Regions from separate parts of the Mus musculus genome. Here region 2 is linked to region 1. The links are chromatin contacts, called in public Hi-C maps. All regions are on one chromosome and are shown on one strand. Each heading gives the region's core, a stretch centred on a gene start, on an enhancer-like site or on the middle of the called end of the contact. The rest is flanking DNA. Distances are from core to core; before and after follow the strand shown. Region 1 holds the start of Tusc1 (tumor suppressor candidate 1). Region 2 has its middle 140 kb from the start of Gm32035.

Region 1 (3,372 bases), core at 463-2,962:
CAAGCTTAGAGCATGTGTTGTTATTCTTTGTTTTTCAATAACAAGAACACAACTGATGCATAATTCACTGGGAATTTTTGTATAATATAGAAGGAATTTAAGATTTCCTGAAGGTTGTAAAAATCAGGCGAAATAATCATGAACTATCTGAATAAGCATTAATGTTCATCTAAAATGTAGTAATAAAACAATCTTCAAACTATCTCGAGTTTTGTCAAGATTTTGTATAATCCAAAAGATTACAAAAAATAAACAAAGACAGATATTAAAATATGTAACATATATAGGCTTAGAGAAACCTATAAAGCTTCAAAACACATCAAATAACAGTCATGGAAATTTTTGATTTCAATGCACCAGTTTATTTATCAGCTCAAATCATCACCTGTCAGAAGATACTCTAAAAAGATCTCTGGAGGCCAACACACGAGAATATATTAAACATATGTGGATTGGAATGACGGGCAATTATAAATATTTTTTTCTTTATAAAAAGGTAGTACTTCATGGGCTATCCAAGTCAGCAATTTACAAAACACACTTAAAAGGTGGGTTGTATAAGAGAAAAGAGCAGAGTTTTTGGACAGTAGAATGAACAGGCATCACCAATCAAATACACTATTCATCCTTCAAAGCATCAAAGATGGGGGGGGGGGGAGGGGTGGCAAAAAAACTGGTCCTCACAACACTTTGAAAACTTCAAGAATTTAGGAGGTGCGACCAGGCACCCAGTTCTTGCTGCTTTAAAGCAGGTCTTAGAGTTGTTGGACCCCTCTCAACACACCAGCAGTGTACTTGGCAGTTGCTTTGCACAAGTGGGAACTGGGAAACTCTTGCTTCTCTTTCTCCATCAGGCCAACGGATTTGGCGCCTGGAAGTGCCCTTGGGTGGGGCTGGAGTTCAGGAGCTCAGGACTTCAAACTTCCGCGTGCTGAGAGGGGCGGAGCCCGGAGTACTACGGAGGCGGGGCGCGCGCAGGTCCCACCTCCCTCCGTGCCCTCGGACTACAGCCAGGGCCTCGGAACGTCCGGATCATGGGCGCACAGGCCGGTGGCAGTTTCTTGGAGCGGTGGCTCCTCGATGGCTCCCGGCGGGCGCGCGCCCTGCTGCTCTAGGTGCAGCTGCAGGAGCGCTCGGCGGTACATGACCTCCAGCTTCTCTAGCCGGGCCCGCAGCGCCCTGGGGCTGCCCGGCTCCTCCTCACGGCCATGGCCTCTCGCCTTGCGGTTGGTGGCGGGCTCGTCCGGGGCGAGGGTCTCGACGGCGGCCTCCCGCTCGCCGCTGTCGCCCGGCAGCCGCAGAGCCTGGCGGAAGAGGCTGCGGTTCTCGCGCCTGAGCCGACGGTTCTCCAGCCTCAGGCGGGCGTTCTCCTCGCGCAGCCGCGCGTTCTGCCGGTCCCGCTCGTCCCGCGCGCGCAGGGCCTCCAGGTGGCTGGCCGCCAGGTCGGCGAAGCGCTCCTCCAGCTGTCGCCGGGCCCCGCCCGCGCGGCCTCGCCAGCCCACGCCGCCACCGCCACCGCCGCCCTCACGGGCCCGGCCCAGGCGGCCCGACTCGCCGCGGCTCCCGCCGCCTTCCCCGCCGCAGCTCCCGCGCCGGGTGGCGCCACCACGCATGCGCCACATCGGTCCGGTCTGGTCGCGCCGCCAGTCCGTGGCCCGAGGGGCCGCGCGCGGGGCGCGGGCGGACTTGGGGCCTGGCTGGGCGCTCGGTCGCGGGCGGAGGAAGAAAGGTGGCAGGCGGTGCTGGCGGCAGGCCAGAGGAGGCCGGGAGTTGGCCCGAGCTGAGGCGTGTCCTTGTCTCTCGCGGCTGAGCGGGCCCCCTGGGCCTGCGGTCGCTGGTCGCCTCACACACGACGCCCCTGGGGAGCGCTCTGCTGCTCAGCCCTGTGTCCGTGCCCGGAAAGCCTTGTCCTCTGCTGGGTGCCGGGTGCCCACCGCTTCCCCGCGGGCCTGGGCACTGCGGGAACACTCCCGCCTTGCCCTGCTCCCCAGCACAGCCTCCAGTGCATACTTTGCGACTTACATGGCAGTCTAGAAACAAAATGAGTTTTGAGACTGCTGGAGAGCTCATTGCGTTTATAGCGTTTGAAACCTATTTGAAACCACGCCCATGTTTAAGAAACACAAAACTTTATTGGGCTGCACCTGCCATGAGGCTCTCTGACTCCAACAGGTAGCACTCCAAATACTGGAGAATTTATGTGTTGAAACTTTACTGGGTCACATCTCAGGGCAGTTCTTAAAATTTATAAACTATAGTTTTATTTATTTGAGATACAGAATATTCAGATGTTTCCAAACAATCTGGAGACGGTTGGATACATACGTTTATGTGAAGCACATTGCTATTTTTTCCTAAGGATCTCAACCTACATAGGCCCCGAATGATGGCAAAGAAAATACATGTTAGTTAGAATCTGTGTTTCAGACAAGGTTCTGTTTAATTTTTAGGTACCACGTGATCTACAAAACTACCACACCAAGGAAATGGACAGGTAGTGCCTAGGAGTACTGTGGTTCAAATTAATTAGAAAAACCAACACTCAGTTATTGTTCTTTAATTTTTCCAGCTAAAATACTAAAATACCACAAATTCAGTTCTAAACAGTCATTTCATTAAATCAGTAACAAAGATATTTCAGAATTTAAGTGAGTTTAGTTTAAGAAAAGGTTGTCATTCTTAATTTACATTAAAATGTAAATTTTAGGCTGTAAACATTGGAGACAGAACCTGACTTCTCTATAGACTACAGAACCAAGAATATGTTGTTAGCATATCCAGACATTGTAGAAGGATGGAATGGTAGTTTGCTAGGAAAGATGATTTGCTCTGGGATTTAGACATGGCAACTCTTTTAAGAGTCTGAATACCTGCATACATCATGATAAAATTATAACAAGAATGTATCACTGTCTACATGCTATAAATTAGGTACCAGCCCATTTTTATTAGCGTTCTTCCTTTTATGTCATTTATAAAACTAGTATTTGCGGTGGTGATGCACGCCTTTAATCCCAGCACTTGGGAGGCAGAGGCAGGCAGATTTCCAGTTAGAGGCCAGCCTGGTCTACAAAGAGAGTACCAGGACAGCCAGGGCTATAGAGAGAAACCCTGTCTCGAAAGAAAACAAAACAAAACAAAACAAAAACCTAGAATTTTACTCGTTTCAAGTTTCAGGTTGTGCTGTTTCTCTTGAATAGTATCTTACAATCAAATGCTTCATTGTCTTTTAATGTTTTACTAAAGAAAATTGGCCCTAGTTGAATGGAAAAGTAGGCCTCTGTGATCTCTGCTTTAGACCACACTTAACTTCTGAATGCTTCTGACTTGGTAATAAAGTAATGCTAAATGTCCTATTAAGCAGATACAACT
Region 2 (3,372 bases), core at 443-2,942, 670 kb after region 1:
TTCAGAGATGGCTTTGAAAACACTTGTGTAGGCTGGCACCTTTGACTGCCTGGACCTCTGTGTTTACTCATTATGGAAAAAAAATGGAAAGAAAAAAAGATGAGAGTCTCTCTGTGCTGCTAATAATACTCTTCTCGAGGCAGGTCGTTCTGTTTTTGGAAATCAGACTGAGGCAGTGGAGAGGCTACTGCAGTCAGCCTTGCTGTCTAGTGGGCTGGTGTGTGATGAAGGGTCTTAGTGAGATCATGTCTATTTCCTCTAGAAGCCCAGGACCCTGGCCTGGCCCCTGTGACTCACTAGGACTTTTGCAAGAACAGCCAGTCTTTTAGGAAGGCCCTCTTGCCTCTCTGGTTGGGTACTTCTGTGGTGATCTGGATGGTGTTCTTTCAGAAGTTGCCCTTCAGGTCAACTTCCCCTTCTCCAGGCATTTCGTTACTGTTTTATCTATCAAGAAAACCCAAATGATAAGCAGGCATTTTGAACTTTTAACAACACAAGGGCTAAAGGTATATATAGAGAGAGATTTAAAATGTCTTTTAAAATGTCTTTTCTGGGGGGGGGGGGGGGGGATTGCTATTAGCCTTTTCGGGTAAGGCTGAAAAGATGTTCTAAAATGTCCAATTTTTAACGACTGCAAGAAATGTAAAGATTAAGGAAAGGAGAAACCACAGTGATAGTTCAGTTAGAAAAGTGCTTGCCTTACAACCATAAAGGCCTGAGTGTGATCCTTAGAACTCCTATGAAAAGTCAGATGTCGTGGCTTGCATTATAATCCCAGTGCTGGGTGTATAGAGGCAGGTGAATACCTGGGCCTCACTCCATCCAGCCCAGCCTATTTGTTGAGTTCCAAGCTGGTATAAGAGAGTAGGTTTGCTTATTTGTTTTTCCTTCACTTTTCTTTTTTGTAATTGTTGTTCTTGTTCTTGATGCACTTGTGGCTGATGATGACACCTAAAGCCAAACACCCAATGCTATCCTCTGGCCTCCACACCTTTGTGCACACACATACACACACATGCACACAAACACAAATTAGGCAAGACGGAAAACCACTGACCATGTATGTACTTATGTCTGATCCACTATGTTGAGATACCATTTTCTATCATTCTGAACTACAATAACTCATCTATTCAAGGTTTCCTAGAGCCAGTCTGTTAGTCAGTGACAGAGTGAGTCTCACATGAGAGATGAGTTCACTGCTTACCTCTGCCGCCAGCTGATTTGATATTGCTCAACTTTTCTTGCAATCCTCTTCTTCTATAAGAAAAGGTGAACTCTCTCAACCTCTTAAACATGTCATAACAATTACATGGGATAAGTTGCGTATGGTTGTAATCCCAGAAAGGAAGTAAACATTTAACAAACATGTGTTTCCTGACATTAACCAAGTATTCCTGACTAAGAAGATGATATCAAAACTCAGTGCTGAAAATTGAGCATCCTTTAATGTTTAAAGGCACATATGCCAAACTGTGTATCCTAATTTACAAATGGAGCCAAGCTCCTTTTCCATCAGGAAACCAGAAGCACCAAGCATGTTCAGAAAACGCACAAAAGGAACACCACCTGATGTAGTCTGTGGTACGGCCTCACGGACCCTTCCTTTTTCTCAAAGCCAAACGTCCACATAACAGGCTGAAGGTGGCTGAGGCAGCCAAGGGCAGGGTTTTGTAATTCTCCGGTCAGCATAACCAGAACCTACCCTCTATGCATGCTGCCTTTATTTTCTCAGTTTCTTCCTTGGAGGTCAGGGACACTTAGGAGAGTTTTTTTTTATATAGTTTTCATTTTTTAAAAATGGCAACTGTGGTCAAAGCTACAAAACCAGGAATGAAAGAAAGAAATTGTTTCCCCGTGTCCTTTCAACTCCTCGCAGAGGACACTTCCAAATCCTGGGACTTGGTGAGGGCTTATTGTTTTAGGTAACACTGCCCTCTGTTGGAAAAGTGATGCACTTCTTTGTTAAAAGAGCAGGACTGGTAGTATCAGTGCAGAGGCATTAAAACAGATGGGAAGCTGTAACCTTCTTAGCTAAACATTCCAGCACCTGTCCCAACCAGTCAGAATAGAAAAAGAGAATCGAGTAACAGGACACACACACACACACACACACAATTAAATAATACAAACTCAACACAAAAACAGTCTTTCTAGACTGTTTTTAAAAGAAAATATATATACTTTCAATTAAAAGACGATTTAGCTTCTAACATTTTGTTTTAAAACTTTTAATTTTGACACTGCTCTCACTGTCAAGAGTGGTCAGGGCAGCTCATGGACTGCAAGATCTGGAAGGCTTTGAGGTAACATTTGCCCACAAAGAAACCCAGAAATAAGGCTCTGCTTTTTGGCTTAAAGAACTCAGATGCTTCTCAGAGTGTGACTGTCGTGGCAGTACCGAGGGTAGTCTAAGGAGGGACACCATGTGGCTCCCTTTGTCTCTCAAACTATTGATAAATGGACTCCCAAGAAATTAGAGTGTCCCCAGTAGTCTTACACAGAGAGAAGGAAAAGGCTGCAGTCTGGTACCAGCCAGAGAAGAAACTTATCTCTAGGAAAGGAATTTCACACAATTCTGGCAACTCATCAGGAGAATATGAAGTCCAGACAATGATGGACAGACAAGACTGTTTAAATGTGCATATCTTTTACACTCTACTTAAAACTAAACCTCATGTCAGGACTTCGAGGATAGAGGGGAGATGAAGAGGTGTCACTACACCTCTTTGTTTCTATTTTAATGTGGTCACATCGACTAAGTCACTGGTTTTCTCTGTTATTTGCCTATTACAGTATCCTACTACAGTCAGATGGGTGAGTATAGCTTGCAAGGGATTCCAGGGTCCATTTGCTGACCATAGCAACAACCAAAATGAAAAAGAAAAAAAAAACATGAGATTTAAACATGCTATAATTATCTAATGGTGTCACCCTGGTATCTTATATATTAGATTTTTAAAATTTTTTTACAGAAAGCATTTAGTTACTGAGAGTAACTCTAAGAAAGAAAAAAAAAACCCATTATTCCGTTCCAAACTCAGGTTCTTTACCATCTCTAAGAAAAAGGTAAAATGCATATTTTCAAGTACAAAGAAAATGAGTTGAAAGGTTTTAACCATGGAATAATACAGTGGAATTATTGTATAGGTTAAGGAGTGATGGCATTTGATAAACTAAGAAAACATAGAACTGAAAAAGAATGCATAAGAGGAAGACTCAGGTAGTCAAAGAACTTTATGGAATTTTCAAGAGGAATAAAAAACAAATCTCTGGAGGACAGATTTTCAGCTATGTTAAAATCCGTAGTGAGCAATCTAACTGCAGCCATACACACAATTTTAAAATAAACTCACAGCATGCTTTTTATTA

The links. Hi-C and Micro-C count contacts between places; a contact is called where the count stands out from the background.
Region 2: a Hi-C map of the N1E-115 cell line shows a contact between it and region 1, with 5 times the contacts expected there. The contact joins the enhancer-like site here to the promoter of Tusc1 in region 1. A contact is called at or near these places in 9 of 39 promoter capture datasets (the 3T3-L1 cell line, 3T3-L1-derived adipocytes, the HPC-7 cell line and 5 more), 7 of 484 Hi-C or Micro-C datasets (the N1E-115 cell line, adipose-derived mesenchymal stem cells, cerebellar granule neurons and 3 more) and 2 of 115 datasets of contacts at active chromatin or transcription factors (astrocytes and embryonic limb bud).

The regions. Positions count from the first base shown.
Region 1 is chr4:93,333,799-93,337,170 of GRCm38.p6, forward strand. Tusc1 (tumor suppressor candidate 1) reads right to left here and starts at 1,713. Exons shown (of 1, transcript NM_026954.1): 1 at 350-1,713. The coding sequence starts at 1,622. The coding sequence ends at 1,005.
Region 2 is chr4:94,005,634-94,009,005 of GRCm38.p6, forward strand. No RefSeq gene overlaps it. Among named protein-coding and RNA genes, the nearest start is that of Gm32035, 140 kb to the left of the region's middle. Within about 2 kb of position 1,693, at least 14 of the 459 cell types and tissues checked have an H3K27ac peak or open chromatin away from gene starts, as enhancers often do. A contact at or near this core is called in the N1E-115 cell line, where this site is marked.